Linked DNA regions of Mus musculus: all the other regions are linked to region 1. A link is a contact called in public Hi-C, HiChIP or PLAC-seq and promoter capture Hi-C data. All regions are on one chromosome and are shown on one strand. Each heading gives the region's core, a stretch centred on a gene start, on an enhancer-like site or on the middle of the called end of the contact. The rest is flanking DNA. Distances are from core to core; before and after follow the strand shown.

The links. Promoter capture Hi-C pulls out the DNA fragments that hold promoters and counts their contacts. Hi-C and Micro-C count contacts between places; a contact is called where the count stands out from the background. HiChIP or PLAC-seq counts read pairs in DNA pulled down with a chosen protein or histone mark.
Region 2: a contact with region 1 is called in a promoter capture Hi-C map of liver, with 3 times the contacts expected there. The contact joins the enhancer-like site here to the promoter of Alg10b in region 1. A contact is called at or near these places in 12 of 39 promoter capture datasets (the 3T3-L1 cell line, 3T3-L1-derived adipocytes, the C10 cell line and 7 more), 6 of 484 Hi-C or Micro-C datasets (the 3T3-L1 cell line, adipose-derived mesenchymal stem cells, bone marrow-derived macrophages and 3 more), 6 of 115 datasets of contacts at active chromatin or transcription factors (T-cell acute lymphoblastic leukemia, acute myeloid leukemia, astrocytes and 3 more) and 1 of 9 other capture datasets (adipose tissue).
Region 3: an H3K27ac HiChIP or PLAC-seq map of embryonic stem cells shows a contact between it and region 1, with 3 times the contacts expected there. The contact joins the promoter of Mapk8ip2 here to the promoter of Alg10b in region 1. A contact is called at or near these places in 3 of 39 promoter capture datasets (embryonic stem cells and stem cell-derived epiblast-like cells), 1 of 484 Hi-C or Micro-C datasets (pre-hematopoietic stem cells) and 1 of 115 datasets of contacts at active chromatin or transcription factors (embryonic stem cells).
Region 4: a contact with region 1 is called in a promoter capture Hi-C map of liver, with 4 times the contacts expected there. The contact joins the enhancer-like site here to the promoter of Alg10b in region 1. A contact is called at or near these places in 9 of 39 promoter capture datasets (the 3T3-L1 cell line, 3T3-L1-derived adipocytes, cranial neural crest and 5 more), 1 of 484 Hi-C or Micro-C datasets (cortical neurons) and 9 of 115 datasets of contacts at active chromatin or transcription factors (embryonic forebrain, embryonic hindbrain, embryonic stem cells and 4 more).
Region 5: an H3K4me3 HiChIP or PLAC-seq map of neural tube shows a contact between it and region 1, with 8 times the contacts expected there. The contact joins the enhancer-like site here to the promoter of Alg10b in region 1. A contact is called at or near these places in 7 of 39 promoter capture datasets (the 3T3-L1 cell line, 3T3-L1-derived adipocytes, the C10 cell line and 4 more), 1 of 484 Hi-C or Micro-C datasets (cortical neurons) and 9 of 115 datasets of contacts at active chromatin or transcription factors (the NIH/3T3 cell line, cardiomyocytes, craniofacial prominence and 6 more).
Region 6: a Hi-C map of CD8 T cells shows a contact between it and region 1, with 12 times the contacts expected there. The contact joins the promoter of C230037L18Rik here to the promoter of Alg10b in region 1. A contact is called at or near these places in 5 of 39 promoter capture datasets (the 3T3-L1 cell line, 3T3-L1-derived adipocytes, the C10 cell line and 2 more), 5 of 484 Hi-C or Micro-C datasets (CD4 T cells, CD8 T cells, Th1 cells and 2 more), 6 of 115 datasets of contacts at active chromatin or transcription factors (the SCID.adh cell line, astrocytes, embryonic stem cells and 1 more) and 1 of 9 other capture datasets (embryonic stem cells).
Region 7: an H3K4me3 HiChIP or PLAC-seq map of embryonic stem cells shows a contact between it and region 1, with 6 times the contacts expected there. The contact joins the promoter of Shank3 here to the promoter of Alg10b in region 1. A contact is called at or near these places in 2 of 39 promoter capture datasets (hippocampal neurons and stem cell-derived epiblast-like cells), 2 of 15 datasets of contacts at CTCF or cohesin (large pre-B cells and pro-B cells), 1 of 484 Hi-C or Micro-C datasets (embryonic stem cells), 5 of 115 datasets of contacts at active chromatin or transcription factors (astrocytes, embryonic stem cells, pancreatic cancer cells and 1 more) and 1 of 9 other capture datasets (embryonic stem cells).

Annotation. Positions count from the first base shown.
Region 1 is chr15:90,222,327-90,226,648 of GRCm38.p6, forward strand. It overlaps Alg10b (asparagine-linked glycosylation 10B (alpha-1,2-glucosyltransferase)), which reads left to right and starts at 1,985. Exons shown (of 3, transcript NM_001033441.3): 1 at 1,985-2,282; 2 at 3,331-3,528. The coding sequence starts at 2,112. Mir7648 (microRNA 7648) reads left to right here and starts at 2,034; the gene lies at 2,034-2,086.
Region 2 is chr15:91,176,676-91,180,997 of GRCm38.p6, forward strand. Abcd2 (ATP-binding cassette, sub-family D (ALD), member 2) reads right to left here. Exons shown (of 10, transcript NM_011994.3): 4 at 2,401-2,566; 5 at 1,556-1,650. Among named protein-coding and RNA genes, the nearest start is that of Abcd2, 13 kb to the right of the region's middle. Within about 2 kb of position 2,171, at least 42 of the 459 cell types and tissues checked have an H3K27ac peak or open chromatin away from gene starts, as enhancers often do. A contact at or near this core is called in 3T3-L1-derived adipocytes, acute myeloid leukemia, adipose tissue and 4 more, where this site is marked.
Region 3 is chr15:89,451,576-89,455,897 of GRCm38.p6, forward strand. Mapk8ip2 (mitogen-activated protein kinase 8 interacting protein 2) reads left to right here and starts at 2,336. Exons shown (of 12, transcript NM_021921.3): 1 at 2,336-2,710; 2 at 3,609-3,714. The coding sequence starts at 2,646.
Region 4 is chr15:90,990,701-90,995,022 of GRCm38.p6, forward strand. Kif21a (kinesin family member 21A) reads right to left here. Exons shown (of 37, transcript NM_001109040.2): 5 at 3,641-3,775; 6 at 3,001-3,168; 7 at 1,010-1,125. Among named protein-coding and RNA genes, the nearest start is that of Gm52216, 36 kb to the right of the region's middle. Within about 2 kb of position 1,926, at least 60 of the 459 cell types and tissues checked have an H3K27ac peak or open chromatin away from gene starts, as enhancers often do. A contact at or near this core is called in liver, where this site is marked.
Region 5 is chr15:90,970,239-90,974,560 of GRCm38.p6, forward strand. It overlaps Kif21a (kinesin family member 21A), which reads right to left. Exons shown (of 37, transcript NM_001109040.2): 13 at 2,387-2,477; 14 at 1,427-1,550; 15 at 845-1,033; 16 at 441-640. Among named protein-coding and RNA genes, the nearest start is that of Gm52216, 56 kb to the right of the region's middle. Within about 2 kb of position 2,338, at least 22 of the 459 cell types and tissues checked have an H3K27ac peak or open chromatin away from gene starts, as enhancers often do. A contact at or near this core is called in neural stem cells and neural tube, where this site is marked.
Region 6 is chr15:89,474,108-89,478,429 of GRCm38.p6, forward strand. It overlaps C230037L18Rik (RIKEN cDNA C230037L18 gene), which reads left to right and starts at 2,145. Exons shown (of 5, transcript NR_077233.1): 1 at 2,145-2,178; 2 at 3,152-3,312; 3 at 3,435-3,540; 4 at 3,763-3,902. Arsa (arylsulfatase A) reads right to left here and starts at 3,317. Exons shown (of 9, transcript NM_009713.4): 1 at 3,043-3,317; 2 at 1,401-2,548; 3 at 1,015-1,255; 4 at 680-898; 5 at 433-602; 6 at 121-245; 7 at 1-27. The coding sequence starts at 1,615.
Region 7 is chr15:89,497,244-89,501,565 of GRCm38.p6, forward strand. Shank3 (SH3 and multiple ankyrin repeat domains 3) reads left to right here and starts at 2,365. Exons shown (of 22, transcript NM_021423.4): 1 at 2,365-2,676; 2 at 2,972-3,175; 3 at 4,161-4,232. The coding sequence starts at 2,389.

The sequences.
Region 1 (4,322 bases), core at 735-3,234:
AAAGTGAACTTTTTGAACCAATGGCCTTATTTTGGGTTTTTCCTAGGAGCACTGCATAGGGAGCAAATTTATCAGTGGATTCCCACTCAAAAAAAAAAAAAAAAAAAAAGTCTTTTAACCATTAACCAAGCCAGGCGTGGTGGCATACGCCTTTAGTCCCAGCACTCGGGAGGCAGAGGCAGGCAGATTTCTGAGTTCGAGGCCAGCCTTGTCTACAAAGTGAGTTCCAGGGCTACACAGAGAAACCCTGTCCGAAAACAAAAACAAAACAAACAAACAAAAAAACAACAACAACAAAAAAACCCCAAAACTCTAATAATAAAGTTTTACATTTTTCTACTTGGCTGATGGGAACAGAAATGAGATATAAATTTAAACTGCAAATGATGAAGCACTTTCAATTCAGTAGAAATTATAAACCATAAGACTATAGTTACAACTCCCAGTAAACAGCCATCTTCTACATAATTTTAGGTATATTACTATCTTCATCTTGTTCCACAAAAAAAAAAAAAAAAAAAAAAAGCTTAAATTAATAGAAAAGGTACCTGGCAGTTCTGAAACCTTACATTTTTAAATTTTGAAACGTTTCAGTTAACTAAGGAGAGTAGGGAGCACATATAAAAGGAGTTGGATGTCCAACCAAGTTCTTAGTGGCAATTATTCTGACGAGAATGTCTAGCATAGGAAGGCAGCCTTGTGCTCTTCCCTTTATCCATCATATCTAGCAAGGGCCAGAAGCTTCTATGGTATGCACTGGCCATGATTGAGCAAGCCCACTGGGCCTGAGGTCAATTGTAGACTAAATTATCTGGGAATGGTCTCAAATTGGTAAGTGTAACGTGTTCTCTGTAATCAAAGAGGATGTAAAGGGTGGAGGGAGTTAAGAAACGTCATCATGAATCCTAACGTAATTTAATTCTGGTTATTTCTAATAGTCGAGGAGAACTAGTAGAATACCCAGTTTCTTTTGATTCCAAGGTTGACAATTTAAAAGCAATCTCAGCTGCTATATGATGTGCTGCTGGCAAAATCAACCCGAATTTTCCAGAAGCTTTTCCTACAAAGCATCACCAACCATGCTGAAAACATACTTTGTCTTCAGCTTTCTTCAAATATCTTCCACCGTCAGTCTCAATTCCAATCTCACAATAAAGGGGTTATCTGAAGTCTCCGTAGCCCTCAACTTCATACATGTGAGCACTTTTTGAGACTACACACATAAATACTCCATCGCACCACACATTAAGATGCATAAGGGAAACGTACTCCAACAGAGACAGATATTAATGACTATTTATTACCTATTTTTAAGGACGACATTTACAGTGTCCCAGGCTGATCTAGAACTGGGAACAATCCTCCTGCCTCAGCCTCTCAAATGGGGCCAGTACAAGTGTGAGCCACCACTCACGGCAATAGCAACTAAAATTATATTCACGGAGGAGTGTTCCTCACCTACAAATGCCCCAACTCCTCACCAGGCACCAGGAAAATATTGCCCTGTAAACGAATAGATTCTTCAAAAGGGAAAGTCGCCCTGAAGCGAAGGGCTGGTTGTATGTTTCCATCTAAAAAGCATCAACCTTCATTATCAGCCAGAGACGATGAGAGGAAAAGCATTGTAATGATGGTTTTAGCGTCTCATCTCACTGGCAATGGAGAACAGGGATAACCGCAAACGAATGCAGTTTGGGAGCTTGGAGGTTAGAAAGCTGGGACCACTCATCGCCTTCTGGAGAGCAACAGACAACACAAGACACCCTTCTTTTCCAGAGCCTAGCGGCGGCGGCAGCATCACCTACAACAGCTCCCGCGCCCGAGCCCAGACCCGCCCCTCCCTCAGCCTCTGGCCACTCTGAGAGCTGCGAGCAGTGATTGACAGAGAAACCGTCCCGTCGTTGCATAAATGCTCCACTCCGGAACCGGTGACCCCCCCCCCCCCCACGCTTCCGTCCGACGCTCTCCCAGCATCCATTGCGTTGCGTCCTGTTCCCTGCTGTCCCTCGTCCCGCAGCGCTGGGCCTCTGAGCCCGCGTTCCGGGCTCGGCGCTCCGGGCTGCCCAGGGCTGGGCCCGGGACGCGGCTGCCCGCCCGCCCGCCCGCCCGCCATGGCGCAGCTGGAGGGCTATTACTTCTCGGCCGCCTTGAGCTGCACCTTCCTGGTGTCCTGCCTGCTCTTCTCCGCCTTCAGCCGCGCTCTGCGGGAGCCGTACATGGACGAGATCTTCCACCTGCCGCAGGCGCAGCGGTACTGCGAGGGCCGCTTCTCCCTGTCGCAGGTTGGTCTCTGCTGGCCCTGCCCCCGGGACGGATCCTCCCAACCTGTGCCTTTCCTCTCCCCGTCAGCCCTCCCAGACTTAAACCGTGAAGGGAGCTGCCTAGTGACTGTACCTAGCCTCGAGATTATGGCATATTTGTTAGGTGAATGCATAAAGATGATAGCTCCTCTTGGCAGTTGACCGATTTGTCTAACTAAGCCCTAGCACTAGAGACATGCAGGTGCTCCCTTGAACATGCATTAAAAACTACCTAAAGCTTAACCTATGAGGTTTTCCACCCGGTATTTTGAACGCGGAGTGGAGGATCTTAGGGCCCCCCAAAAGTTGATAGTTTTATTCTAACTTCATTCTTGGTCGTAGAAACTTACTGTTGTCTGGATTAAATTGGCAACTAGTCAGATTGCATCATTTAAAAAAATACATATCTGACTACAGAAATATGCACAGTGCAAAGAATCTTAAGATCCACCAGAGTTCTCATTATTGTTTGCCTGGTAGTTTGTAAAATTGGGACCTGGACAATTTAGTCGCAGAATATGCATTTTCTAAAGAGCAAGCCTTAGGAAGTAGAAATGAATAACTTACTGTCTGTTGGTTGTTGTCACCTTAATAATGGCAGACAGATTTGAGACAGGGAGCAAAACGTTCTTAAAATGGGGCTGGGGTGGTAGCTCAGTGGTTGAGAGCTCTTGCTGTTGTCCTGGAGAAGGCTACCAGACTTCTTTCTACCACAGTGAGCTGCTCACAACCATCTGTGACTCTAGGTCCAGAGGATCCAGTGCCACCTTCTGGCTTCCTCGGGTACCTGCATGCAGATGTTGCAAATAAGTATACTCAGGTGCATGGCACACACACTACATCTTAAAAATAAAACTTAAGAGATGTCTAGTCTGCCAGGATTTATTAATTATGTCATAGACGATCCTCTCCAAGTTCTTCATTATTAGGACAAATGAAACTTGATTATTTATTTATTTATCTTTTTTTGGCATTTTATATCAATGGGATAACTCTTGCTGTGCTTGACTGGTGGTCTTTTCTTTCTAAGTGGGATCCTATGATCACTACATTACCTGGCCTGTATCTGGTGTCGGTCGGTGTGGTCAAACCTGCCAGCTGGCTCCTTGGATGGTCTGAGCATGTGATCTGCTCCATTGGGGTGCTCAGATTTGTCAATCTTCTCTTCAGCGTTGGCAACTTCTACTTGCTGTATTTGCTCTTCAGGAAGGTGCAACCCAGAAACAAGGTATGTGCAGGATACAGTTACAACAAGTTTCCGTGCACTAAAGTCCACAGTGAGGAATTGGCTTTATAAGTTACGGAAGAAAATGTCTACCAGTTAGAGTGTTGGTGTCTGTTTTTCAAACCTAAGTGGAAATTCTCTACTCATGTTTAGAAGATACTTGCATTTAAATTCTGGAATAACTGTATTTGAAAATCTAAAGTAGATGTTTGTTAGTGAACAAAACCAGTTTAATAGTTCCATGTTTTCTTTGGGAACTTAGGTCTTCTTTTGTGGAAATGAGTTTAAGTTGAGGAGTTTTGGTGTGATTTCATAATTCAAGTCTTGGAAGTAGATTGCCTGGGTTTAAATTTAATCCTGGCCACAGCTTCTATTAACTTGAGCAGATTTACCTCCTTTGTGATTTTAATAATAATAAATTTGTCTCATTGAATTTGTATTAAGAGTAAAGGAACTTAATAAATGGAAGGTGCTTAGGCTAGTACCTACTGCAAGACTTCAATAAATGTCAGCTATGGCAACAATGTTTATAAGGTCTTATGAATTATGAAGAGGAGGTAGGTATAAAGTACTGTGAGGATTCACCCGATACATGACAGGAGCAGAGAAATACTGTCTCAGCCTGATGGAGTGATGGGAGATAGGAAGGCACAAGGGTTTCGGGAGCAACAAGAAGCAATGTATATGCTAAGTTTATAAGCTGTTGTGGAGCGCCACTTTTGTGTGGTTGATTGATTGATTGAGACAGGGTCTCACTATATAACGCTGGTTGACCTCAAACTCTGTGTACAGTTTTG
Region 2 (4,322 bases), core at 921-3,420, 950 kb after region 1:
TCATCTATTTATTTAGAAACTAAAGCAATGAGAACCAGTATCATGTTACCTAAACTGAGCAAAACAACAACAAAACTAGAGTTTTGTTACTTGGTTTTTCAGGGTGAGGGCTGAACTCAAGCTTTGCACACCAGGTAAGCACGTTATCCCCTTAGCTACACCCCCTGCTAAATTGCTAAACTATAATAGTATTTGCAACAAGTAGCTAACAGGCACTCATGTCATATCCTAATAATAAAACTATTCTACAGGTTTATAATCAAATAAGAAATCCCGAGTGAACAATTCCTCTTCAATTTATGCACAGGATTTCCCTGTGTTCAATGCATCCCAGCCTCTCTTCTCAACTTCCAGTAAGCCTGTTTGATCACAAATATGTCTCAAATAAGTGAGCCTAGGCTAAGATCGACTCCAAAATCATTAGTATTGTGATGCTCATAAATTTGAATGGGGCCTGATTATGCCTTTGATTAAACATAGCTCGAATGCCTTCATTATAGCTCACACAGTTTCAATCTGAAATGTCTTCCATGGGATTGCGTGTTGGTCACTAAGTCTCCAATTTCTGGTACATTTTGGAAGGTGGCGGAAAGTCTCGGACATGAGTCCTACTTGGAAGAAGTAGGATGTGTGCTTGGGACATACCTTGGCCTAACACAGATTCTCTTTCTGCATTTGCTGCCCAGCTTGCAGTAAGGACCCTCCTTTCATATTGTTCCTGGCAGATGTTCAGCTATGCCTCACTCCCAAAGCCTTGAGATAGCTTAATCCCAAATAAATCTGAACCCAGGAGCCAACTCAATACTTCCTTTCAAGTTGTCTGTGTATTGACACAATGACATAAGTAATACTAAGTTGCTCATGTCATTACTACTACTACTACTACTACTACTACTACTACTACTACTACTACTACTACTATTACTACTACTACTAAGTAACTAACAGCATGTTAGCCATTTTATACTTAGTATAATGTATATATCTCAAGAAGCTTTAAAACCAGGGCCTTGGGTTTACAAAGTGTCTTTGTACTCTTGTTTTATAATTAAGATATGGGATATTAAATACATTATTTTCAACAGAATCAAAAACTAGAGTTGAATCCATGAATCTTCTGATCATTTAAAGTCAAAATTAAAGTTAGAAAACACGTATAAGTAAAACTAAATTTGATAATGGCCTCTGGGGAGTGATAATATTTCAGAAAGCATGTAAAAGTATATAGTACTAGATATTTCTCATCAACCAGTATAAAAAGTTAAAATTCACTCCCAGATAACAAGTTCCTGTGCCCCAGAGCTTTGTTGACTGTCTCTCAGTGTGCTGTAATTTGATTTTCAATCTGACACCGAAGCAGGGGAGATCATGGTTCTCTTTTTACTCTGCTTTCTGAGGGAGTTACTGCTTCTGCAGCTGAGCCACTGTGCATACCTTTCGGATTTCCCCTTTCCACACGCTCCTCTCCGAGCATTTAACATAAGGTACATGAACTCTGAGTTGCTCTCTATTAGTGTGAGGCCAACAATCAGAAGTTTCTTGAATATCATCTTACTTTGAAGTTTAGCCTGGAAGCCACCACTTCGCCCGCTGGTGTAATTATGGGAACATTTTCACAAATGATTCCATGATCCACATCAATAACTGTTCCTATAATCAAGGAACAGTTTAAGTTACAAAGGCTATATCATTATTTCTTTTAATTAGCTGGAAGAATAATACAACAGAATGGGCAAACTCTATTATAAAAGTAATTCACACCGGTAAGTCATAGAAAAAAAATATACATGAAGTCAATTAAATATCTACCTATATAGTTTAATCTATTTAGAAAATCTTTCAGATAAAATAATTTTATAATCAAATAACAATATCTTTATCCTAGTAGATATAACCTATATCTGATATAATTTAGTCACATTGTTTAGAGTTATTCTGTTCCCTTACTTCCTACAAGAGAAAAATATACACTGTCCAAGAAAGGAATCAAGAAACGATATACTTCAGCACACGATAAACACTTAGAAACACAGAGTAATGAGAAGCAATATAGCACTAACACTAATTCTATTTATGAGTTCAAAATTTAAAAGCGGACAGTTCACTCAGCCATGAGTGCTGTCTGCAAACCCATTGCAAACAGTTTCCTGCGAATGTTTCCTGTTTCTTTAGGGCTCCACTATTCATCATTGCAACACCAATTGCAACACTAAACACAGATACTGCTGTTTAAATAGAACTAAATACTAGTTTCCTGTCACGACTAAAAGCTCTTTCCTAAAGAAGAAACCTTTAGTTCTTTTCATAAAATGACAACAACCTGTAATGAACATGTCAAAAATAACTAACAAAACCAAACAAACATAAAACAAAACAAACCCAAAGCCTGAAGTTAATTACCTTTGATGGCCAGGGTGTCGCTGAGGGGTAGTTCCAGGTTACCTCCACGCTTGCTATGGTTTTCAGGTTCCTGAGTGACAGTTCTCTTATAAATGCCTCTCTTCACTTCATCGAAGACCCAGAACATATTGTATACTCTAGCAGTATAACCTGCTAGTTCAGTGATCTAAAATCAACATATAAAGAATAAGTTAATAGAGCCATGATAGACGATTTTTAAAAATATGTGTACTATGTAAACTTCCTGATTTGTTGCTAAAGATTCCACTTTGTTGTATATGACAAATCAAAAACAGAAACAAAACCAATATATCAGATGACTGAAGAGCCTTCTTGGGACAATAAAGGAAGACATTGGTACAAGTGTCATTGGAGTTATAAAACAAAAACATTTATTTACTTTAGTGTTCAAAGGGAAATGAGAAGTGTTTGTAGATTAATGAGTCATGAGGGCCTTTCAGTCACCTTTTTGATTTGGCCTGCTTTATATTTGTTTTTGTTGGTTAGTTTCTTTGTTTTGAGTCGAGAGTCTCACTGTGTAGTTCTGTCTGGCCACATGTTTGCAGAGATCTGCCTGCCCTGTCTCCAAATCCTAGGATTGAAAGCATGCATTGCTACCACCACCTCACCTCTTTTCCCTATCTAAAATAGACCATCAGGCTGTGTATCTGTCCTCAAGGTGGGACATTTGTCTAGCATCCATGAAGCCCTGGGTTCATGCCTCCACGGATATGCATAATTATTCAAAAAACTTGAAACAGAACAATGACACTAGCTCTAATTCTATTTACTAGTTACACTTTCAAAAGCAAACAATTCATTCAGCTATATGTGTTGTCTCTAAATATAACCTGAAGCATTTTTTTTTCCTAAAAACATAAGCAGCATCAACGAGCCTGTGTGTTTAAGGCACATGTGGATATGAATACCGTAAATAGCAGAAAAAAATACTTGCTTTTTCTTATTTAAAAATGAATGTCTCTAATCCAAATATTGCCAAAGTTCCTGTTTGGGCAGAAGACTATATGTGCTAGAGGGCACAGGTTGCGAAAGCGAGCCCTGCGAGAGACGCCTGGATATTCTCAGCCCCACATTCTAGCTTCTTTCCAAGCCGAATGTGATCTAAACGCTCAAGGAAAACTATAAATACATGATTTTTTTTTTAAAGCTAAGATTAAGAGATGCTTCAGTTCACAAAGCTCCACAGAAAGATGCTTTGCTCTGGTCCTGCCAGCTGTCCATCTGGGTCAAGCTCCTGCTGTTTCTCGATTATTCCAGAACAGCTTGCTTTGGGAGAAAAGGGGGGGTGGGGGGGGAGACCTTGAAAGGTGACTTGTCTTATCCATATCATTTGCCTCAGCGAAAGAACTGGGAACCTGACACGTTAATTATGCATGTCCTTACTGTCATATGTAGATTAACCCACGGATGCCGGCAGATGGCCACAGAGCTCTTTGTGCATAAAGCTTAAACTATAACGAATAGGTGTTAGTGTCACAGGCCTTTGACGGAAGGGAAAGCTGTAATTTGACCATTTATTGGTGTATTTTGATGTTATAGCTATCTAAAGGGCGACTTCTGAGATGTTATCAGAAAGAAAGTCTTGAGCTCTTGATTAGAGGCAAAAGGAGGGATGGTTTAACAAAATACAGATATAAAAGGAACTTGGGTGTCTTAGGATTCCCACTGATGTGGTAAAACACCATAACCAAAGGCAACCTGAGGCAGAGAGGGTTTATTTCTTCTTACAACTCAAAGGTCACAGTCTGTCACTGAGGGAAGTCAAGGAAGAAACTCAAGGCAGGAAGTGAAGCGGAGGCCATGAAGGACTGATGTTTACAGCCTTGTTCTCATGGCATGCTCAGTGTACTTTCTTAGACAACTCAGGACCTGCTCAGGAGTAGCAGGTGGCACTAGCCACG
Region 3 (4,322 bases), core at 1,086-3,585, 770 kb before region 1:
CTAGAGACAAAAAACCCATCATGAGTTTAGTGGGAAAGAAGCTGGAAATAAAGAAGGGATGCAGCAGAGTCCATATTTTGCTGTTTGCGTTTTTTGAGGCAAGAGGTTCACTGTGTAGCTCAGGCTAGCCTGAAAACTTAGCTTTCCCCACCTCAGCATAGTAAGAGCTGGGATTACAGGCAATGCACCACCGTAGTTGGTTCTGAGACAGTATTTAAAGTGTGTATATATATAACGGGAAAGTGTGTATATATATGTTTTTTTGAGACAGGGTTTCTCTGTATAGCCCTGGCTGTCCTGGAACTCATTTTGTAGACCAGGCTAGCCTCGAACTCAGAAATCCGCCTGCCTCTGCCTCCCGGGTGCTGGGATTAAAGGCATGCGCCAACACGCACAGCGGGAAAGTATATTCTTAAGAGGTAATGTTTGTCAGATTCTTTTCACTAATGAAATAGAGATTCATGTAATTAAGACCAGTGAGCCTCAGGCAGAGAAGACATGTTAAATAAATCTACACGAAGATACACTGGATTGAAGCCTCAGAACACCAGCAATGGAGATGTTCTGCGTGCAGCTGAAGAAGACAGGGACTTGTCAGTGTTGCAGTAGCAATGGATGTTGAGGCAAGAGGGAACGTTAACATTAAAACAGTGAAGTTGGGAAACATTGAGCATGATAGATAAGAGGGCTCCAAGCCAATGCCAGCCGGTCAGGAGGCTCTCTCAAAGTCTGCTCCGGTAAGAAAGGTATGCGAGTCACTGCTACCCTCTCATACATCATTTCTCTCTCTCTCTCTCTCTCTGTGTGTGTGTGTGTGTGTGTGTGTGTGTGTGTTCACTCTGCAGCCCTGGCTGGCCTTGAACTCACTATGTAGTCTAAGCTTACAGAGAACCACTTGCTTCTGCTTTCTGCATGCCAGGATTAAAGACAGGAGCCACTATGCCCGACTGTGCATTTAGAAGGATAGATGTTAAGTGATTGTTAATAAATCACTGTGCCCGGGGTTTATGTGTGTCACAGGACCTTTATTCAGATGGAGAAACTGAGTTCTGGTGCATTGAATAATTGCCTCATGTTCGGAACGTTGGTGGCTAAATGAAGATGGGTAACCACTCTTAGATCTTAAGTCTGGAGAATCTGTGCTCTTGGAGCCAACGAGAAACCCCACAGGAGAAGTGGGAGGTAACCCCTCCCGGGGTTGTCTATGCTTTTGGAATCTGGGTGTGATCATTTGATAAGAGAGAGGCTTGTGTGGGGTTATAGTCTGAGATGAGTTCAGGGTTGTACAATTCCAGTGAATTCCGAGAAAGCCTGGAGAAGTCACACTCGTTGGCAATTCAGAAATTAAGAAACTGGTTGAGCAGGGTGTCTCACCTGACTATCTGAGTCCCTTCTGCTCTGTGATTTCCAGCCGTAACACTCTAGTGTCTCTTTCTTCCTTCAAAACTTAATTCCAGTGTGAGGCTCCCTACCCCTTCTTCTCTAGCTTGTCCATCACTACTTTGATCTTCTGCCTCACTTCACAATTGGCTCCATTTCTGCCCTGCCTCTCTACACAGAACTTCTTAGTAAGCCTATGCCTCAACTTGGAGGTTTTCCATACTCAAAACAGAGCCAAGAGCATAGGTGGCCCCAAGAAACAGCTGCTCAGTTGATGAACATAGCCTCAACTTCTAGTGTCCACCACTATCTCTGCCCAGGATCTTCAAGTCTGTACCACACAGAGAAAGTTCAATGTTGGCTTCTGAATGCTGGACTCTGATTCCAGACCTCTTCACATCCTTTGAGACAGAGTCACTGTCCCGGTTCCATTAGCACTGTCAGGATAATAGCTGGAGTCAGCAAATCTTAAGGAGAAGTTTCTTTTGACCTCATCAGCACCCAGTGGAGAACAGCTCCGACGAGCTCTGATCAGCACCCTCGGGTGGACAGCTCCCTCTGCCACCCGTTAGGAAGTCTAGCGGGTTAGTAGGTCTAGCGCGGGTTAGGAGGTCTGGGTGGGTTAGGAGGTCTGGTGGATTAGGAGGTCTGGTGGGTTAGGAGGTCTGGTGGGTTCCTGACCAACTCTGCTTTTCGAATTTGCCGGGGCATGAACGCTGTTCCTAAGTCCTCGCCCATCACCCCTCCACGAGCAGTCCACCTCCCAGGAGCACTGCACACCGCTGTAACCAGAGGCGCGCATTCCCGGGCCGCGTTGGTCCTGGCTCCTGGGTCTACCGCACCCATTTCCCCCGCACCTCTCTCGGCTCCTGCAGAAACCTTTGGTCTACCAGCGTGTCTCTGCTTCCACCTATCCCTTCTCGCCTATTCCACGCTAGGACCACGCAAGCCGCCCGCCAGCTCTCCCGACCAGAATCTCACCACCACCGCTACCACCACCACCTCGCATCCCGCATCCTTTCTCGGCTCGACCCCCATTCCTCCGCCCCCACCTCAGGCCCCGCCCTGCGCCACTCCCTCCCCTCACCCCTGCGGCGCGGCTTGCTGCCGCGGTGTCCTGGCAGGGCGCTGAGGTGTGTCGCCGACGGGTGTCGCAGGGCGTGTCACGAGGTGAGTGGGGAGACAGAGGCCGCGAGCCTGAGCACCAAGGGCGCGCGGTGCTCCTCACCCCTCCCCCTCGCTGCCGGCCGGCGGTTCCAGGGAAGATGGCGGATCGCGCGGAGATGTTTTCTCTCTCCACCTTTCACTCGCTGTCGCCTCCCGGCTGCAGGTACGCATTCGGCGGGTCTCATCTTCACGTAGGTCTCTTCGGCCTGCCACTCCACCCCATCGACTTCAACTACCCAGGCCAGGGCGCCTCCTTGGTTTGCAGGCCTCTGACTGATGCTCCCATCCCCCACCCTGGGCTCCGGGTCCTTCGGTGTTTGCTCCTTGTCGCGCAGACCCAATGGCAACCCCCCCCCTTTCCCACCCCCACACAGAGATACACATTCACTTTTCTTGTTGGGATACCGAACCGCACCCAGCCAGGACCGATGACCTAGCAAGGGTGCGGTCTCTCGATTGACCCTTTGAGGGATTTTAGGCAGGGTGTTCAGCACCTAGTCTGTTCCTGCCAGTGTCCTTTTGGCCTTGTTATGCCTCCTTCCATAAAGGCTAGGGCCTTGCCCCTAGCCCTCTTCCCTCCCAACCCCCCCTCCCCCCAGGACGGCAGAGAGTGAAATCAAGCTTGAAGCTCTGGGGGTGAGATGGGGAAGTTGGGATTGGAGGGGCTGGATGTTTGGATGTAGGCCTGTTTCTGTGTAGGAGTGGATGGGGAACAGCTGGACCCCTCCCTCTCCTGTTGTCGCAGCTCCCCCCCCTCCCCCCCCCCCCCCCCGTTGGTTCAAGGTATCTCCCCTGAGGCTGAAGCTGTGACCCACAGGGGCTGGGAGCTGAGCTGAAAAGGAGTGGGAGGGGTTTGTGGAGGGATGCCTCCTCTGGGCTCATTCCCTGTGGTGGAGGAGGGGACCCAGGGGAGAGCAGTGCCTGGGGTCAAAAAACGACACGGCTTTAGCATGGGAGCTGGGGGCCCTGGGAGCTGGACCTTTCCCACCAATGTCCTCAGGATCAGCTCTCAGGCCAGGAGCCTAGGTCAGGTGGCCTTCTGACCCTGGCCTCCTCTTCAGGCCTCCCCAGGACATAAGCCTGGAAGAATTTGATGATGAAGACCTGTCTGAGATCACGGACGACTGTGGCCTGGGCCTTAGCTACGACTCGGACCACTGTGAGAAGGTGGGGAAAGGGGCTGGGTGTGTAGGGTCTGAGTATGGAGGAGGTTCACACAGGCTCAGCCTCCCTAGCATGCTTGTGGGTTTAGGGAGTCTTGAGTTCAGCTGCTGTGCAAAAAATCCTCTGCTCTTGCTGATGGCCCCTTGGTGCCAGTCTTCTTTCCTAACACGCCGTAGGCCCTTCAGAGGCTCTTATTTGGCAGATCTACCCAGCATAGTGCCACAAGAGGAGGTGTGCCTGGGTGCTCCTTCTTTAGATCACTCCCCACAAAGCTCTAAACCCTCCATTTTCTCCCAAAACTCAACCTCTGTGGCCTCTCTAGCTCATCTCCCTTTAAAATCTTTCCCTTTCAGCCCTTCTGTCTATATGTTTCCATTTCTGCTTGTTTTGAGGAAATGCCATGTGTCAAGTGGGGGGGGGGGTGCTTTACAGGCATTGAGCAGAGCCAGATAGCAGCCCCACCCCACCAACTCTCAGTTTAGGGGGGGAAGGAGGGAGGGGGCGGGAGGGTGAATATAAGTGAGAGATAGTGATCACTAGTATGCCAGTGGCCCCGTTCCAACTGGACACAGAGTGTGATGATGGGGACGGGAATCCAGTCCAGACGGAGG
Region 4 (4,322 bases), core at 676-3,175, 770 kb after region 1:
AGATTGATCCTGAAAAACATACGGAAAATACTAAAAACAGGTTTTAAAATATGCAACAAAGGAAGCCATATTGCATTCAAACATGCAATACATCTAAAGAGAAAGAAGACCATGCCAAGATTACATAAAAGGAAGAGATATTTTAAAACGCTGCTGGATTACACAGATCTTTTTCTAAGGCAAACTGATTTTAAACCTAAATTCAAAATTATTCAAAAGTCTTTTTTAAAAAATTGCAGTCCAAAAAGAGACGTAATTCCCAGATTGTTCATTGTGTGGCCTCTACTCAATAAACATGACTTTTAGACCACTAAAAGCATAATCAAGGAAATGTGCGGAGCGTGTTTAACTTGTTGAAATAGGCTATGAATGAATTCAAATGCCAAAAACCCAAAAGTTTCCATTTACACAGTCAATGGAGGAGAAAGAAGGGACTGTGTAGCAGAAGGAAATGTTTAGCCATGAAGTCCTCCAGTGCAAAGGGTTAGAGGGTAAGAGAGCACAGAATCCAACAGCTCGTCAGCAAACGCCCTGCATTTTATCCAACTGACATTTTCTGACAACTTTTCCAGCATAACAAAACAAGTTCCGACCTTAGACTTTGTGAGAAACTGTCAATAATATTTAAACGACTTTGTGGTAATTTAGAAGGTTTCATTTATTACCAACAAAATTCTTGTGGCCTCTCCTGTATGCAAATGAGAAGCTACACTACTGTAGAACAAGCATGTATTGCTGATTTCCTTTAAAACTTATACGGTGTTCAATAAATCACCAAACTTTCCCAACTTTAACTCGTCAATAAAATAGTAATATCAGCACTACCCAAAGAATATTATAAGTACTACCAGAATTATTATGTATAAAATGATTTACACATTTTAGGTATCTGTCACTTTTTTGCCCTATTCATTTGCTTTAAAATAAAAGCAGTTCTTATAAATCATCTTACAGATAACACCTTAAAAATTGTATGCAATCTAAACCTAGAACACGGATGAACACATACCTGTTACCCCCAAGGGAATCCTGCAAGAGTCTTGTCAGCTTAGAGTCTCTGTAAGGGACATGGGTGGCTCTCTTGCTCTTGTCCCCCAAGGCGCTGATTACATTCCCAAGAGCCAACTGACAGAGAAAAGGAGAGAGGGGAAAATCATATGCTTATTAACTAGAGCGCTTTTAACTAATAAGGACAGCCTGTAGGAAACAAGATAAAAATTAAGAACCCCGTGTTTGGATTTAATTCACATTTGTATTTCCAAATACAAGTAAGCTCAGTAACACATGTGTTACTCATAGCCCTTAGAGTCCAGAGATTTTCCCTTAAAACAGAAATGTTTAAAGACTGACTAAGTCTGACCATGCCTGGAGCTCAGGTTACATCTTCAGGGAACTACTCATTCGTATTATGAGTTTTTCTCAATTTAAATCAAACGTTTAGCAAGTCCCCAGCTCCTTGAAAGTTTCCTGCTATAATACAAATGGTCTATGTGGCTAATACTTCTCATAGCCACAAGGAAAATATTAGTGTCATTTCCCTGAGCAAGGATTCACTACACAAGTAATACTTTAGAAATATATATATATATATATATATATATATATATATATATATATATATGACATGATATGTGTTCAATATCCAACGTTATAAAAGGTAAATCATTAATATCTCTATAGCTATACTTTCCTGCCGTGAACGGGCTGGACTCCACGAGGAACGCATTCCCCACACTAATCATATCAGCTTTCAGTCACGAGACAACCAGAAACACGGACTGTCAGGGCCAAGTCACCATCCAGCAAGTGGCATGAGTCATACTGTATCTCGGCCTCTTTTTCCAGAATCTACGGAATTCAGTACTGGCCACACCAAAGTTCAACAGCCTCGACGGGAAATTGAGCAATGGATTTTGTCCCTTTCGGGACACGTGTCCTAATCCATCCGAGACAACATTCAAAGTGTAGGGCTCAGGCCTGACTACGAGGGAGCCTGTCCATGAGGGCCTTGATATTGGGAGATTAGGGTCTCTCTAATAAGCTTCACTGGACAGTTCCTAACAGAAATGTAATCATACTGGGATCAATGGGCACTGGTTAAAAACAAACAAACAAAACCCCTAAAGTTTGGAGGTCCCACTGCAGGACAAGAAGGGTCCAAGTAGAAGCATATGACCAGGTGTCACCATTACAGGAATTTAGCAGTGCTGTTCCTTACACGGGAACAGATGTCTAATACTATAATGAGGAGAGCAAGAAGGAAAGGCATGCAAAAGAGTGTTCTAAAATATTTTCTTGCACATAATGAAACCTTCTGCTAACTCAACCACAAGGCGTTTGCCTATCAAAATACCACTAGGTGGCAGAGCATTAAAGTTAATTCCTAATACAAACTATTTTGTAAAAAAAAAAAAAAAATGGATAAATCTCTGGACTCTGGACAAAATTCCAACAAAATAGATCAGACTCTGAGATACAAAGACATAATAAAAATAAACTGTTAAAAAGCTTTCCAATGATCCACACAGTCAATAAAACCAGTGTCACAAAATGTCAACCAAGGTGACCTTTGTGTCTTGTCCAAGGAAATACTTAACTTTAAGGGCTTGCTTTGAATGTATGTTTTCAAGTGTGGAAAGAAGTTTAAAAACATTGTTCCCATCTGTCAGCTTTTGCACATACTAGAAAGGTTGAGCGAGCCAAACTAAGACATAAGAAAGCCCGCGACGTGGGGGTGGGATAACAGACAGTGTGGTCAGAAGGTCAATGTATTACTGTTGCTTTAGCCTTCAAGACAGTGAGGATTTCCATGAGATATATTGTGAATACAGTAGAGAAAAGGAAGCTGGCCCTGATAATGTATGTCTATAACTCCAGGATGGCAAAGTCTGAGGCAGGAGAATCATTGTGAGGCGAGCCTGCACTACTTAATGATCACCAAACCAACCAAGCTAAACAGAGAGGGACAGCAGAGAGGGCACGTGTCTCTTGTGGTCTTACAAGCCCGCAGTTGATGGAAATGCCCTCTTTTGCTCTCTCGCCTGTAGCTCCGGTTCTCTTCAGTCTTTCCGATCCCGCCAGATCAACAAAGTGAAACTTCGCCGTCAGCGTCTCAAACTCATTCATTGGCGACGATTCGGAGATCAGCTTATTATCAGTTGCGTTCTCCTGGGATGGCGGAAGATAATCGAAGATTCCTCATTAATGTGACATCAAACACCCTGTAACCTTGTCCACATCTGCCCCCTTGCACAGCTGGAGAAACAGTGGCATAGCCATGCAAGCATAAATGAAAACATCAGAGAAAAAGTTTGGACAGCAATCTCCAGCTGTACTGAACTAAGGCTCTGCTGATGAAGGAAAATAGACAAAACAGCCCTAACCACAAAGAGCCTAGAGGATGACCCCTCCACTTGGTCATAACAAACAGATATTCAGTATTTTTGTTTGTTTTCCAAAGTCTTACACAATTGGTCAGCTTCCTTTAAATAAATAACAACAACAACAACAAAAGGAAACTAAGAGGAAGAAAAAAAATCAAATAAAATCAAATAAAACTGGATCAAACGCCTCTCCAGAGGTGCATAGGATGTACTGATCTAAAGGCAAAATGTTTAAGAAACAAGAAAAATGAACTCACAGCATCTGTTTGGGGACACACTCTGGTTTGACACACGTGAATGGTAAAGATGGCGTGTGAACGAGAGCTCTGTACGTTCATCTGGGTGCTGGCCGTGGTGCGCGAGAGAGCGCCCAGCTTCAGACACTGCATCATCTGCAACGGGGAAGAGAAGCTTCACTTGACACACAGGCACCAGCCAACCTTCTGGCTGAGCTGCCGGCTAAAACCCACTGTGCTGACGGACATAAAGGAAGATCTCTCATCCTATCTTTTTGTTATAGGCCCATCTCAGCTGAACTTCTCAGTACAATGGTGCACTCTCCTTTTTTTTTTTTTTTTTTTTGACTAGGAGAAAACACTAAGTCCCATTGTCCGTCCTATGCTGACATTTACAGCTTCCACTCCAAACTGTTACAGTAGAAGGCTTTGGGACGACGGACTCCACAGTAATCCGAATCAGTTAGGCGTCCCTGTTTGAGTTTTTTCTTCTCATTTTTTTTAAGATTATTATTTTTTTCTTAAATGCGTCCCTATAAAAGCCAAGACACAATCCTAAACCTCACGAGCAAAGAACGAATGGATTACAACCTCGTACTTCAGCACAGTTTAGCCCTCTGTAGCTCTGGCATGTGAGCTGTACACACACTGCACCCAACTTCAGACATCATCTGCCAAGGATGACGGCCTCTCTCGGTGTTGT
Region 5 (4,322 bases), core at 1,088-3,587, 750 kb after region 1:
ACCTGAAAGTGCTTATACAAGAGCGTAGTAAAGGGAACAACCTAATAGATATGGCTATTGCTACTACGGCGACTGTACAACATAATTTCCTCACGTCTTCCAACATCTCCATGTGGTTATGTAAGGAGACGACTTGATTTGGGTACACGATTAACAATAATCGATCCCTGCATAGAAACAGATGCAAGCATTCCCACAGTCCCCTGTTCCTCCGTGCTTGAGACCTTTACACCAAACTCTAGAGATTAGCTTGTGCTCTTGGTGAAGGAGAGTAAGATCGATCAGAGAGACAGACCCAGGAAGCATCTGTTCACATCTTAAACCGGCCGTAAATATTATGGGCTACTTTTGTATTGACTCAGGAACGAACCACAAGAACAGCTCTGTTCCAAGACATCCAGCCCGTGGCCATCGGAGCTGAGCAGGAGTAGTCGAGGTACCTTGGTTTTCTTCATTTCCATGACGTCTTGCTGCAGTTTCTTGAGCTGCTTTTCATACTGAGACTGGTTTTTGAGGAGCCTGGCGTGCTCCTTTTGGGCCGTCTGCAGTCGCTGCAGCTCTTTGTTCATGGCGTGGAGCTTCTTCTCATATTCGCACTTCACTTTCTTGGCCTTTTCTTCCGAGTATGACTCCACCGAGCCTGGGGGTGAGGAAGTAAACGCATTGTTTTTTTGAGACACAAGAATTTATTTAGAGACTCGGAACACCCAGTTCCTGGGACACAATGATGCCGGAGCCCTCAGAAGTCACCGCTCATTTCTGTTACGTCATGGACATTTACTAATGACTAAGGTTTTGGGCTCCAGCGCCCTGAGTAAGGATGGAGACTCTGCAGGAGACCCACCTAGGTTCTGGAGCACCTGGTCCCTCTCCAGCTGCGTGTCCCGGATCTTATGTTGGAGCATCATCAGCTTCTCCTCGTACTGCTTTTTCAGGGTCTGCAGCCGTTTCTGGCTGTTCTCCAGTTCGTCGATCAGCTTCTGCTTAATCGCAATCTCGCAGGTGATATTTGCTAAGTCGGCTTGATAGTTAGCTATCCACAGAAGAGAAGAAAAGCCCGAAAGTAGGCTGAAAGATCATCACGGCCCAAAACAAGAGTGAAAAGCTGTTATCTACATTCAAGAAGTCACTCAGCAGCCTTGTGGGAAAATTTTCTGGACATACCATAGTCTAAAAAAGATAGACTGTTCACACTGGCCAATAGCAGATACTGCGCATACTGAAGACATGTGGAAATCACATAACAACCAAATCTAGCACAGAAAGGAACAGCTCTCTTGCCTAGAGCATGCATGAGGCTAGGGTGGTCTTACAAGTCATGAAGACTGTTTTCATTGGTGAGGAAATCAAAAATATTGAGTTTTCTACTAAAACCTAAATAGCTTCCCAATATGCTTTTTCTGTCTTCGTGCTAAGGGGGCAGTACCTTTTTCATCAGATTCGGAATCTGATTCATCAGAGCTTTCTTCTCCTTCAATGTCATCCTCTTCCTCCTCGTCCTCTTCCTCCTCTTCCTCATCCTCGTGGTCACTCACTTCTTGATTCTCTTCCTAAAATGGGAAGCATTAATAGCACAGCATTGGCAAGGAAATCTCAGTAAAAGAGATGCTGGAGCACACACCACAGAAGCACAAGACTGTGTGTGTGTGTGTGTGTGTGTGTGTGTGTGTGTGTGTACACTCATGTGTGGTGTGTGTGTGTGTATGCTCATGTGTCGTGTGTGTGTGTGTGTGTGTGTGTGTGTGTCTGTGTCTGTGTGTGTCTCTGTGCATGCTTATGTGTATGTATGGTATATGTGTATGTGTCTGTGTGTGTCTCTGTGCATGTTCATGTGTGTGTGTGGTATATGTGTTGTGTCTCTCTGTATATGTGTGTGTGTCTGTGTGTGCATGCTCACGTGTGGGTGTGTGCACAAACGTTTATACATGCCAATGCCAGAGCAGGATGTTTAACATTTTCCACAATATTCCCTTCCACAGGGCCTGTCATTGAATCTAAACTTGCTCCTTTGTTCAGTCTGGCTGCTCAGCGAACTCCCAGAAACCATCTGCCCTGACACACCAGCTCGGGTTACAGGCCATGCCCAGCTTTTCCAAGGATGCCAGGGGACCCACCAAGCCACCTCCACAGACAATGGATTTTGCTTTCCTTTAGTTCAAAAATCACTTAACAGAGTTTCAGATTATTACACAATAACTGCCTTAAAAAATTCTTTATCTCTCATGGTATCCTATCTGCATGAATACACAATTTTCACAAAGTTCACAATTGAGGAGAAAAGTCCTCGGGCAAAGAGGGAACCGTGGCTATGGTAACCACCTCCCTTTTGTTCGCATAATTAAGTTAATGACTACAACTCAATTCGTGTTTATTGTCCGGTACTCACCACGTCTAGCTCATTGTTTTCTTTCTCTGAAACACCCTTTTCTTCTTTCTTCTCCTGGTCAGTGTCTGCATTATCGTCTTTCCCGGCAACACTTTAAAAAACAGAAAGAAAGAATATGAGATAAGAACAAGGGGCAAGTCTTTATTTTTTTTCCTCAGATTTTTTTTTAAATCAACAATTTGTAAAACCCAAAATGAAAAGATAATCACCCAGCTAAGCCAGGTTGCCCTGTCTGACGATTAAAGAGAACCCAATATCACCACTTGACCAACCATGTAAAAGTTTACATGACTAAAGAAAGTTTAGCTTCTAGAAATACTGACAACAGGTCCTAGAGTGAAGTATTAGATCTAAAGAGACAGCAAACTAACATCACAGGAGTAGGCAATTAATTACAACGCAGAACAATCTAAACGAAAAAGAATCCAAAACGGGAAGTTCTGACTCCCCATCTAAATTCACTGCTAGTATCTTAATCTAATTCTTGCTAGTATCCTAATAATTTTAAAGGTTCAAAGTCACCATGGCCACGGTGAGCTTGCCTCTATGGGCTGTATCCATCACTTCTGGGTTTCTTTTTGTTCCCCTGCCGCTTAGGGCGTTTGCACAGCAGAGGGTGATTTTGCGTTCTATTCTCACAGAGTTGGTCTTCGATTCCAAAACTTGTCTGAAGTTCAGGCTGCGCTCTGACTGAATAAAAAATGTCTAGGGTCTACCACAAGTTTCACCATAAAAGCCTGACGACTTCTCCAGTTGCCCGATGCCTACAGACATAACCGCACAATGATACGAGACAATAGTCAGGGCTAAAGTCACTGAGCCCTGGGAGTCTTAAGTGAAGGTGGCCGAGGACAGGGAGTGAATTTTTGAAAATCCCAATCACTCTGCTCCCTCTTGGGTTTACCATGCACGACAAACTATGCACAGAAGTTACACTTCGGCTCACTAGACTCCTGCGTTTAAGCAAAATAGCCTTAATACAACAAATCTTAAATAACCCATATGGTCTGTGTTACAGTGGAATTTTAAAATCATTAGGATTAAAAAAGAACATTCAAATAAAGCAATATTTCCAAACAAAATTCCTCTAGAAAGAGTTTTATGATTGCCACTGTTTTTGTTAGACAGTCTGCTTCATTAAAGAACTTCCTGATTGGTACTGGGGCCTATTTCTAGGTTATAAGTAAATAATTTGACCTCATTTGGGCTCTGTTATTATTAAATTCTAACATTTAACTCCAGCTCCCTATTTTACATATATTTTAATACTCAGAACAATAAGAATATAAGTGGGTTTTTTTTCCTCATAAGTAATTTCCCGTTTTTATTTGTTTACGTGATTATTTATTTGATCTGTCACTCTCACTGAACTAAAAGTCTCTTGAGAATAGATTCACATGAGTTTGGCTTATCATTCAATTAACTACCCAGGGCCTGCACACAATAAACTACACTACTGTCTATTAAATAGGTCACTCCTGCTGAGTTACATGAATACCTGGGGTTGAGTAGTCCTACGTACCTCGCGTACCTAACGTTGGAATGGGAAAGTCTGATTTGAAATAGAAAGATGCATAGAACACAGTTTGGGTTTTGGAGTGAGAAGTAAAAGCCAGTAAGAAAGGCAGTAAAGTCCAGTCAAATAAACTGCAGCAGACTTTTATGAATGCCATTAAATCACTGTACTGGAGGAAACTACACCGGGAGAAAGGTAGGAACCACTCAGAGTGAAGAGTTCTGACAAACCCAACCTCAGTAAAAGGCCAGTTACACACACTCACACACTACTGTGCTAGAGGCTGACCCAAGATTTAAGACACCAAGAGGATGTGTGGGGAAAGGGAGCACGTTTCTCATTAGGTCTCCTCCTCCTCCTCCTCCTCCTCCTCCTCCTCCTCCTCCCTGTTGTGGTCCTCCTTCTTACTGATGCCTGGTA
Region 6 (4,322 bases), core at 895-3,394, 750 kb before region 1:
GAGAGCTGGCCAGCTCATGGGTTACACCTGTGGACAGATGGCTGTTCGGCCACTCCATTCACCATCGAGGCTAGGGAGATGGGGGCCATGGGTCTACACAAAGAGGGCTAGGGGACTGACCAGGAGTAATGTGACCTGGCCAGTAGACCAAGGCAGGCTCTCGGACGCCACCTTCAAAAGTTGTTCCTTTTCCACATCTCAAGAGGCCAGAGCAGCCGCCATTGGACATGCGCATCAACTCAGGACTGGGACACACAAGGAAGTCATCAGTAACAAGAGGCTAAGGACCCTGCCCCACTGCTGGTTATGGATCACCATAACGTGCCTAGCACCTCTCGAGTCTTTTATACAGTCAACAAACAGCTAGGGTGGAAGTTACCCTAGAGTCCTGGCCTGTGATAGAGCAACGAGTATCCCTTGCTTGGCTCGTACCCGTTATCTGCAGTGAAGATGACTAGTGTCTCTTCCAGCAGACCGAGGTCCCCCACAGTTGTCATCAAGGCCCCTACAGCTCCATCCAGCTCCATCAAGGAGTCCCCAAATGGCCCACGGCCTGAGCGCTTGGTGAAGCTTTGTCCACTGAACTGAGGGTAGTGAGTGTGCTGGGGGCAGAGACTGGAGTCAGCACTGGCTGGGTACAGGTCTTGGGCAGTCAGGGGGCGGGGCCAGGGTCACTCACGTGGGAAGCGTAGTACAGGAAGAACGGTCGGCCCTGGCGCTGGGCATCAGCCATGAGGTCTCGGGAGAAAGACACATACCGGGCCTCCAGTCCAGGCAGCCAAGGGGGCTGGGCCTCCACTGTCAGGTTGGCCAGTAGTGGGATGGGAACAAGGCCTTGGTCACAGCCACCTTTGCAGGGGATGTCTGGTGGGAAGCACGTTAGGTTCTGACAGGGACCCTGGGGAGAGCAGAGAGCGGTTAGTGTGAGGGAGGACTGGCTACGGGTTAGGGTACAGTTGGTATGCGGGCTTGGGTGTGTGTTGGGGGGCAGCAGAGGGTCCGGCTGGTTTGTACCTGGTCATGGGAATATGGGATGCCCAGGAATCGGTGGAAGCCCTGATGCGGGGGCAGGAAGGCCCCCTCTGGCCCCACTCCAAGATGCCACTTGCCAGCCATCCCTGTAAGGTAGCCTCGAGCAGCCAGGACTTCGGCTAAAGTCACCTCCTCCAAGGGCAAGCCCCCTTGGGAACTGGGCCCCAGAACTCCAGGGTACATGCCTGATCGAACTGGGAGCCGGCCAGTCAGGAGGGCGGCCCTGTAGTACAAACCACAGAATCCATTATCTGCGAGTCCCACAGAGATGAACCCAGAGAGAAGAGGGAGAATGGTGGACATACCCACAGAGAGACAGAAATGGGATGAGCCAGGGGAGAGGGGAGGGGCAAAGGTCCCTCACTCACCGAGATGGCGTGCACAGAGACACAGGCACATAGAAATCTGTGAACCGTAGTCCACCTTCAGCCAACTGATCCAGGTTAGGGGTGGTAGAACTGGGGTGCCCATAGGAGCCGAGGTCCCCATAGCCCAGGTCATCCGCAAAGATCAGCAGGATGTTAGGTGGGCTGGCAGTGCTCAGGCCTGCAGCCAATGCCAAAAAGAGGGTCCCCAGGGCCATGACAGAGATACAGATGGGCCTGTGTCCTCAGTCCCTTGGTAGGGAAGGCAGAGCGATTCCAGCAGGCTCGTTCCTTGAGCGCCCAGGCCAGCCCCTACCTGAGGCCCCAGTCCCGAGCCCTCCTCCTCCCCTGAGCCGCCAGACCCAAATAATCCTTCTGTCTGTAGGTCCACTCTCTGAAGCTCCAGCGAATCTGTCAGAACTCGGAAGGGGGTGGCCTGGGGTGTAACTCCACAGAGCCCCTAAAGGACCAGGGCTTCATTAACGTCACGAGCGGGGATCTGACCCTGTTCACCCAGAGGTGCCAGCACAGGCTTGGGATCAGGAGCAGAAGTCACTTCACATTGACCCGGGAGGCTCCAGCGCCATGGGACAAGGGCGGTTCGAAATTGAGGAGGAACTGGTGGTAGACAGCGTCGATCTCAGGCAGTCTCGGATACGCCCGCGGTCACGTGACAATTGGCTGACCCAGAAGGGGCGGGCTCTGGGACTGGGCGGTACAGAGTCGGGGCTAGGTGGAGCTGGGACCGGGCGAGGCGGAGCTGGGGAGCCGAGCCAAGCGGGTTTGTGTGCCTATGGGAACCTTCCGGGTGGGGCTGCTGCGGACCTGGGACCGGGGCGGGATAGGGTGAGGCTGGAGATTGCTCGCGTGCTCCCGATCCTTATCTGCGCCGGTTGGGGTGTCCCGTGCTGGGCTTGGTAACCTTACGTTCTTTGCTCCTGCGCGCTAGGCTCAGGACTGCCTAGCAGTGCAGCACTACAGCTATCTGGCTCTCCTGCTGTGTCGCTCTTAAATGCGTGTCTGGAGTTCCTCTGGCGAATGGTGGGCTGTTTGTCTCATTTCCTCTGATGAGATACTTGAGGGATCCTTGTTGAAAAAACATCAGCATCCCCCTTCTGACTGAGCAAAGAGGCAAAAACCATGGAGTCTGACTGCAACAAACCAGGAAGACAAATCTGATTGGCTGCTGGCTTTTTGCTCACAACCACCTTTGGTGAATTTTGTGAAACACAATGTATCAAATTATTTAAAAAAATCCTTTCCCTTCTACACGCGTAACTGGTGTTTAAGGTTGAGTGTGTGTGTGTGTGTGTGTGTGTGTGTGTGTGTGTGTGTATCTGTGGTGTTAGAGCTGGGATGTGTGTCTGTGAGTCTGGTGTTTGAGAAGGGTTGCTGGGTTCCTGTGTGGTATAGCTTAGGGCACATTAGTATTGAACTAATGGGAAGACAACATGACTTGTTTCTAACTCTTCATTTATACATTATTGAATATAACCTTTTTTTCTTATCAGTTTTAACTGTTAAGGGAGACTAACAGATATATCCCTCAGAGGGTGGAAGGGTGGGTTCTTAGTGTACTTTAACATCTAAAGGTCCCTGTGGTAACTGGACTTCCCAGATCTCCCCGCCCCCAAAAGCCCCTGACCTGAGTCACTTTTCCGGAGCAAGTCTCTTCCAGGGTATTTCCTTGCAGGTGGCTGTTCCTAGGGAAGTCATTTGTCCAGATTCTTGGCTTTGATTCCTCTCCAAGACAGAGTGGCACTCTAAGACCTCTGGCGTCAAGATGGTCACGACCTGCGCACCCAGGAAGGAAGACGCTGGAGCCAGGGGGGAGATAAACAGGGTTCTGGAAGGGCCTCCCGACTACAGTAGCGGATCAGACTCAGGATCACCCAGTGGTCTAACACAGGCTCAGGTCAGGAGCAGACAACACGTGACACTGAGTTGAAGGTGCCCTCTGGCAAGCAGAATGAGGGTGGTTCAGAATGACGAGTAAACTGGTCATTGATTTATTGATTTTTTTTTTTTTCACTGAAGCCTGGCTCTCTGGGCATCTGGAATTCTCCCGATGAAATCTGCAAGAAACTGCAGGAGGAAAGTTCGAAACTGCAGAGACCCCAGAGATGGCACAGGAAGGAGCTGGGTCTGACTGAGGCTACTGCACACCTCATGTGAAGTGGGGGGTGGCTGGGGGCGGGGGGGGGGGAGCAATCTTCAGTTAGTGGCTCTCTTAGTGTCACATTCCAGCACGGTTTCTGGACTTGTGCACGGGTGGGGGTTGCCGGTAGTCCTTCTATTTAGAGTCAGGACAGAAAGCTCTTCTGTGGCCCAGAAATCTTTGAAACTGTATTTGGATCTCTCCCAGCTGGTGGCCACTGTGAATTGTAATTTGAAAGGAATCAACCAGAAGCACTTTCTTTCCGTTGCTAGCTGGGGAACTACCCCAGGACCTGCGCATTATTCTCTGGAGAGCCCGAGTGGGGTTGCGATGTTATGCAAATCGAGGTACGTTTCCCCTGGGTTCTTGGGGGACTCAGGTGTGTGTACACGTGAAGGTTGCTTGGGCTCAGCTCTGACCTAGAGCTGTGGAAAACTTGGAAAGAGGTATCTGCCTGCCGCCAGCTCTGTTCAAAGCTGAGCACTGAAGGCCAACCTGTCTTTAGAGATGTGAACTCTCTCCCACCCCCACCCCCCCTTTTTTTTCCCACAGAGCCCCAATTGGAAGTAGCCTGCTAGGGTTGGTTCAGGAAGTGGCTTCAGATGATGCCTGGGGCCTTGCTAATTTTGGACAAACACCCACAGTTGAGAAAGGAGCCTTGCCTTGGGAGGCAGGTCTCTTATTTCTGTACCTTGCTTGCAAAGGGATAGGAGAGGCCTCTGCATGGGGGTAAGATGGGGTGATTGAGTTGCAACAGTGGCCTGAGT
Region 7 (4,322 bases), core at 1,115-3,614, 720 kb before region 1:
TGTTTAGCAGGGAGCAGGCTGGGGCACTGTGAGATTCACTAAGAGTGGGCCAGGCACTGTGCAGGCCACAGGCTTGATGTCACCCTGGGAGTGTGAAGGCTAGTTGGGGCCAGAGATGGGGGTCAGTCTGCAGGTAGCTGGTTAAAAAAAATACTTTCTCCCCCCAAAGCTTGGCAACAAAGATCAAACATAATTAGATTCACTCAGCAAGGGAGGTCAGGGGAGGCTTAAGGGCTCCCACGAGGTCCAGTTTGGGATAGTAAGCCTGAAAGGGTAAGACCCAGGGCTCTGGGTCCATTCAGGTCAAGGACATGTCTACAGAGTGCCCAAGGCTGGCCAGCTGCCTGATTGAGGACATGGGATTCCTCCACTCCTGTCTTATCACTGGTGATCTCTAGCCATCATTTTCCACCAGCAGGCAGCTAGTTTAGGGGAAAGGGGAGCTGGAAATAAAAGATGGGTGGAGATTTTGATGGGAGGGACTGGGTTTAGCCAGAGGGAGTTGGGGCAGGGGTCAAGGCGGAGAGGAAAGAGGCAAGGGAGGAAGATGTTAGAGACTCCAGGGTCAGGAAGCAGAGTTTCCTCTCTGGGTTGGAACACAGGAAACCCAGCCCCGAGCTTCCCAAGGTGCTTCCTGGAGATAAGGGAGACTCTTTCCTCTCCTGCTCCTCTGACATCCTGCCCTAAGCCCTAGGGTACCCTAAGTTGCACCACTCAGGCACACCTTGGGAGGGGCTTGGAGGTCAGAGCCTACTGGGGCTTCACTTCCCCAAGCACGGAGGGGTCCACCCAGGCTTGAGGGTAGCAGGGAACAGACGTACAGAGGCACTGGAGACTCAGCTCTGCCGGGTAAGCGGGTTTTTTAAGGGAGGTTCTTTAGGGAGAAGGCTCTCCCTCAAGGGGTAGGGATGTGGGAGTGAGCCAGGTGGTCCATGGAGGACAATGCTGTGTGGTTGCGATTGGTCAGAGAGCCCTATATGGAGTCATGAAACATTTTGGGAAAGTGGAGGATCCGTGGGGGAGTGCAGGCTGTTCTGGGGGGGGGCAGTCTAAGCCAATCACTGTTCTGTGTGGGGTGAGGGCATTTCTGAGGTGACCCAGGTGGTCAGGGGGTGGGATCTGGGGAGGCTCTATCGTGTATAGGACCAGGGTAGTCCAGGGTTATTCCTGGGATGCGCAGGAATAGCCAGTTTTGTGGGCGATCCAGGGTTGCTCACGGAGAAGGTAGGAGAGGCTGTGGCTAAGGGGATGCTTTCTGCCACTGGCAGAGTTCCCGGCCAGGCTGCTCCACAAAAGCTGTCCAGTTTGTGCCGCCACCGATGAGTGGCTCTCTGGGGCCTTTAGGGGGTGAGGTGTAAGTCTAGGTATGCGGGAGAGTGCAGTGGAAGGCAGTAGACACTACCGAGTAGGGCAATTCATCCATTCAGGGGCTACACCTTTCTGGGCCTTGGGAGCTAGGCCCCCGTGCGTTGGGCACTTCCGAGGCAGCGCCGGGCTAAGGCTGGCACGCCACGCGGGCGGCGCCTGAGTTGGTTCACTCGCAGCGCTCCCCTCCCCGCCCACTCGTCACCCCCTCCCGCGTTGCCACGACAACGTGTGAAACTAAAATTCAGTTCCCCGCCGCAGGTGGAGACTAGTGGCGCCCCCTCCCCTAAGCCTTTCCTCGTAGGTCGCGCCCCCAGCCTGCTGTCGCTAAGGTGACGGGGAGGGGGCGACCAGCTGCAAGGTTGGGCTACCCAAGGTGCGGGAGGCCCGCAGAGTCCGGACAGACTCCCCAAACTCGGTTGTGGTGGGGGCCGAGAGGAACACCCTGGGCGCGGTTAGAAGGGTTGGTCTGGGGGGAGCTCCCGTGGACTGCAGCTCCGCCCTGCTCGCGCCTGGGGTTTGCAGCCCTCCGACTCCCACCCAGCACCGTGCTCGGGTGACCCCACCACCTCCTTGGGGTCTGGAGTGGGGTCGGCAGACTGGGGAGATTTCCACCCCGGGTCACCAATTTTCCTGCTTGTCTCTCCCTCTCAGTCGGCCTGTGGGTCCTCTTGCCCCGACGCGTTCCCCACCCAGCTCTAGAACCCTCCGTCACCCCAGTACGGTGGTCTGCGACGCTCGCCTGCAGCGGAAGCGCGGCGTGCCATCCCCCCGCTGTGTCAGCCACTCCCCCTCGACAGCCAACCCCCCCCCTCTTCGGCGCGGGCCCCCGGCCCCCGCCCTCTGCACCACACGCCCACGCCGCCCCGACCCCGCGGGGGACCCCAGTTTCCCGGCCCCGGGCTTCCCATCCCCGCCTCCGGCGCGGCCCCCTCCCCGCCTCCGCTCCGCTCCGGGCTCGGGCCCCCTCCCCCCGCCGCCCCCGCCCCCGGGGAAGGCAGGCGCCGCTCGAAGCCGGGGCCGATGCAGCTAAACCGTGCCGCCGTCGCCGCCGCCGCTGCGCCTGCGGAGCCCCCGGAGCCGCTGTCCCCCGCGCTGGCCCCGGCCCCGGCCCCCCCCGGCCCCCTCCCGCGTAGCGCGGTCGGCGGGGCTCTTGCGGGGGGTCAGGGGGGGCCAGGGCGCCGCGCGGAGTCCCCGTGCGCTCCTCTCTCCGCCGGGAACAGTCCGGGCCCGGGCGCTAGCACCGGGATGGACGGCCCCGGGGCCAGCGCCGTGGTCGTGCGCGTCGGCATCCCGGACCTGCAACAAACGGTGAGCCTTTGCGATCTCGCCGTACCCCTGTGTGGCCCGCTAGCGGTGACCCCCGCCGGGCGCGCCCTGCGCCAGGACCCCCGGCCGTGGCCACTCGCCCCTCCCCCGCCGCCTCCGCGGGACCCTCCCCATCGCCGGGGCGGGGCCCTGGAAGCCCAGCCCCGGGGCGGGGCCTCGGCCTCTGCGCGGTGGCGCGGGGTCCCTGCTCTCGCTCCCCAACTAGCCCTCCAAAGCGGGGCCCGGGGCGCGGGGCCCTGCGCCCGCAGGTCCGGGCTCACGACTCGCTCCGCTGCAGAAGTGCCTGCGTCTGGACCCAACCGCGCCCGTGTGGGCCGCCAAGCAGCGTGTGCTCTGCGCCCTCAATCATAGCCTTCAAGACGCGCTCAACTACGGGCTATTCCAGCCTCCCTCCCGGGGTCGCGCCGGCAAGTTCCTGGATGAAGAGCGGCTCTTACAGGACTACCCGCCTAACCTGGACACGCCCCTGCCCTATCTGGAGGTGCTGGGCCGACTGGGGTGGGGGTGGAATGGAGCGCTCAGGGTGTGATCTTTGAGCTCCGTGGCTGGAGCAGTAGAAGGGCAGGCCGGGAGGAGTTGGCGACAGGCGCGGTGGGGGGCTGTGTGCAGCCTGAGCAGTGTGCTGAGAGACCGAGGTGGGTACACCTCGAGTGCAGTGGGCAGGGTGAAGTGCAAGCTGCCTGTGTGGTAAGTGGTGTGTTGCAGCTTAAGCATGGAGAAACAGTGTGAGCGCCGTGTGTAGAGCGCTTGCAGCGAGCAATCTGGACAGCACACAATGAGCACATGCATGCCACACATGCACTGCACTCGGGGCGTGTGTGTGGTGCGAGCGGTTTAAGAGTGAGTGCGTTAGGGGTCATGTGGTGCGAACAGTGTCACTTGTGTGCACATTTGCCTCCTCTTGCCACTCACTCCCATGTCTTCTGAGGTTAGCCCAAAATAATATTAACACCATTTGTGACATATAAAGGTGATTTGAGTGCCATTCCATAGGGACGGAGACCTAGTCTCAATAGGAAGGGCTCGTCCTGTGTGTGTGTGTGTGTGTGTGTGTGTGTATACACCAAGGTCAAAGTTGGTCTGACCCTCATGGAATTTCCACCAGGAATTGGGTTATTTCTACTTGGAGTGGAAGTGTCTAGGAGAAGCTTAGTTTCAGATCTTGGGAGAGCAGTAGAGTTTTCCAGGTCCCAGTGGTGGAAATGAAGCTGACTTGAGCTGTGGGCCCACCAGGCCATTAGTTGGCCAAGTACTTCTCTGGACTGCCCATCGTTTCTGGGTAGTAGGTGGTCAGTAGCTGTCACTTCATTTCTGTCCACTCTGTACGTGTGTGTCTGGGACTTGCATGGCTGTGCGGGAGTGACACTGTGGGCAGGAGGGAGGCAAGCAGCCCGAGGTGGTAGCCACCTCTTGCTCACATGGGCCTGTGTGGTAGTCTTCTCCCCACCTTTTCTTTATCTGAGCAGTTCCGATACAAGCGGAGAGTTTATGCCCAGAACCTCATAGATGACAAGCAGTTTGCAAAGCTACACACAAAGGTAAGGAGGCAGTCCCTGGAGGGGACTCCCCATGGCCACTGACTGTCCCCATGCTGGCTTGACCCAGCCTGCTTTTCCCCCCAAGTTGAT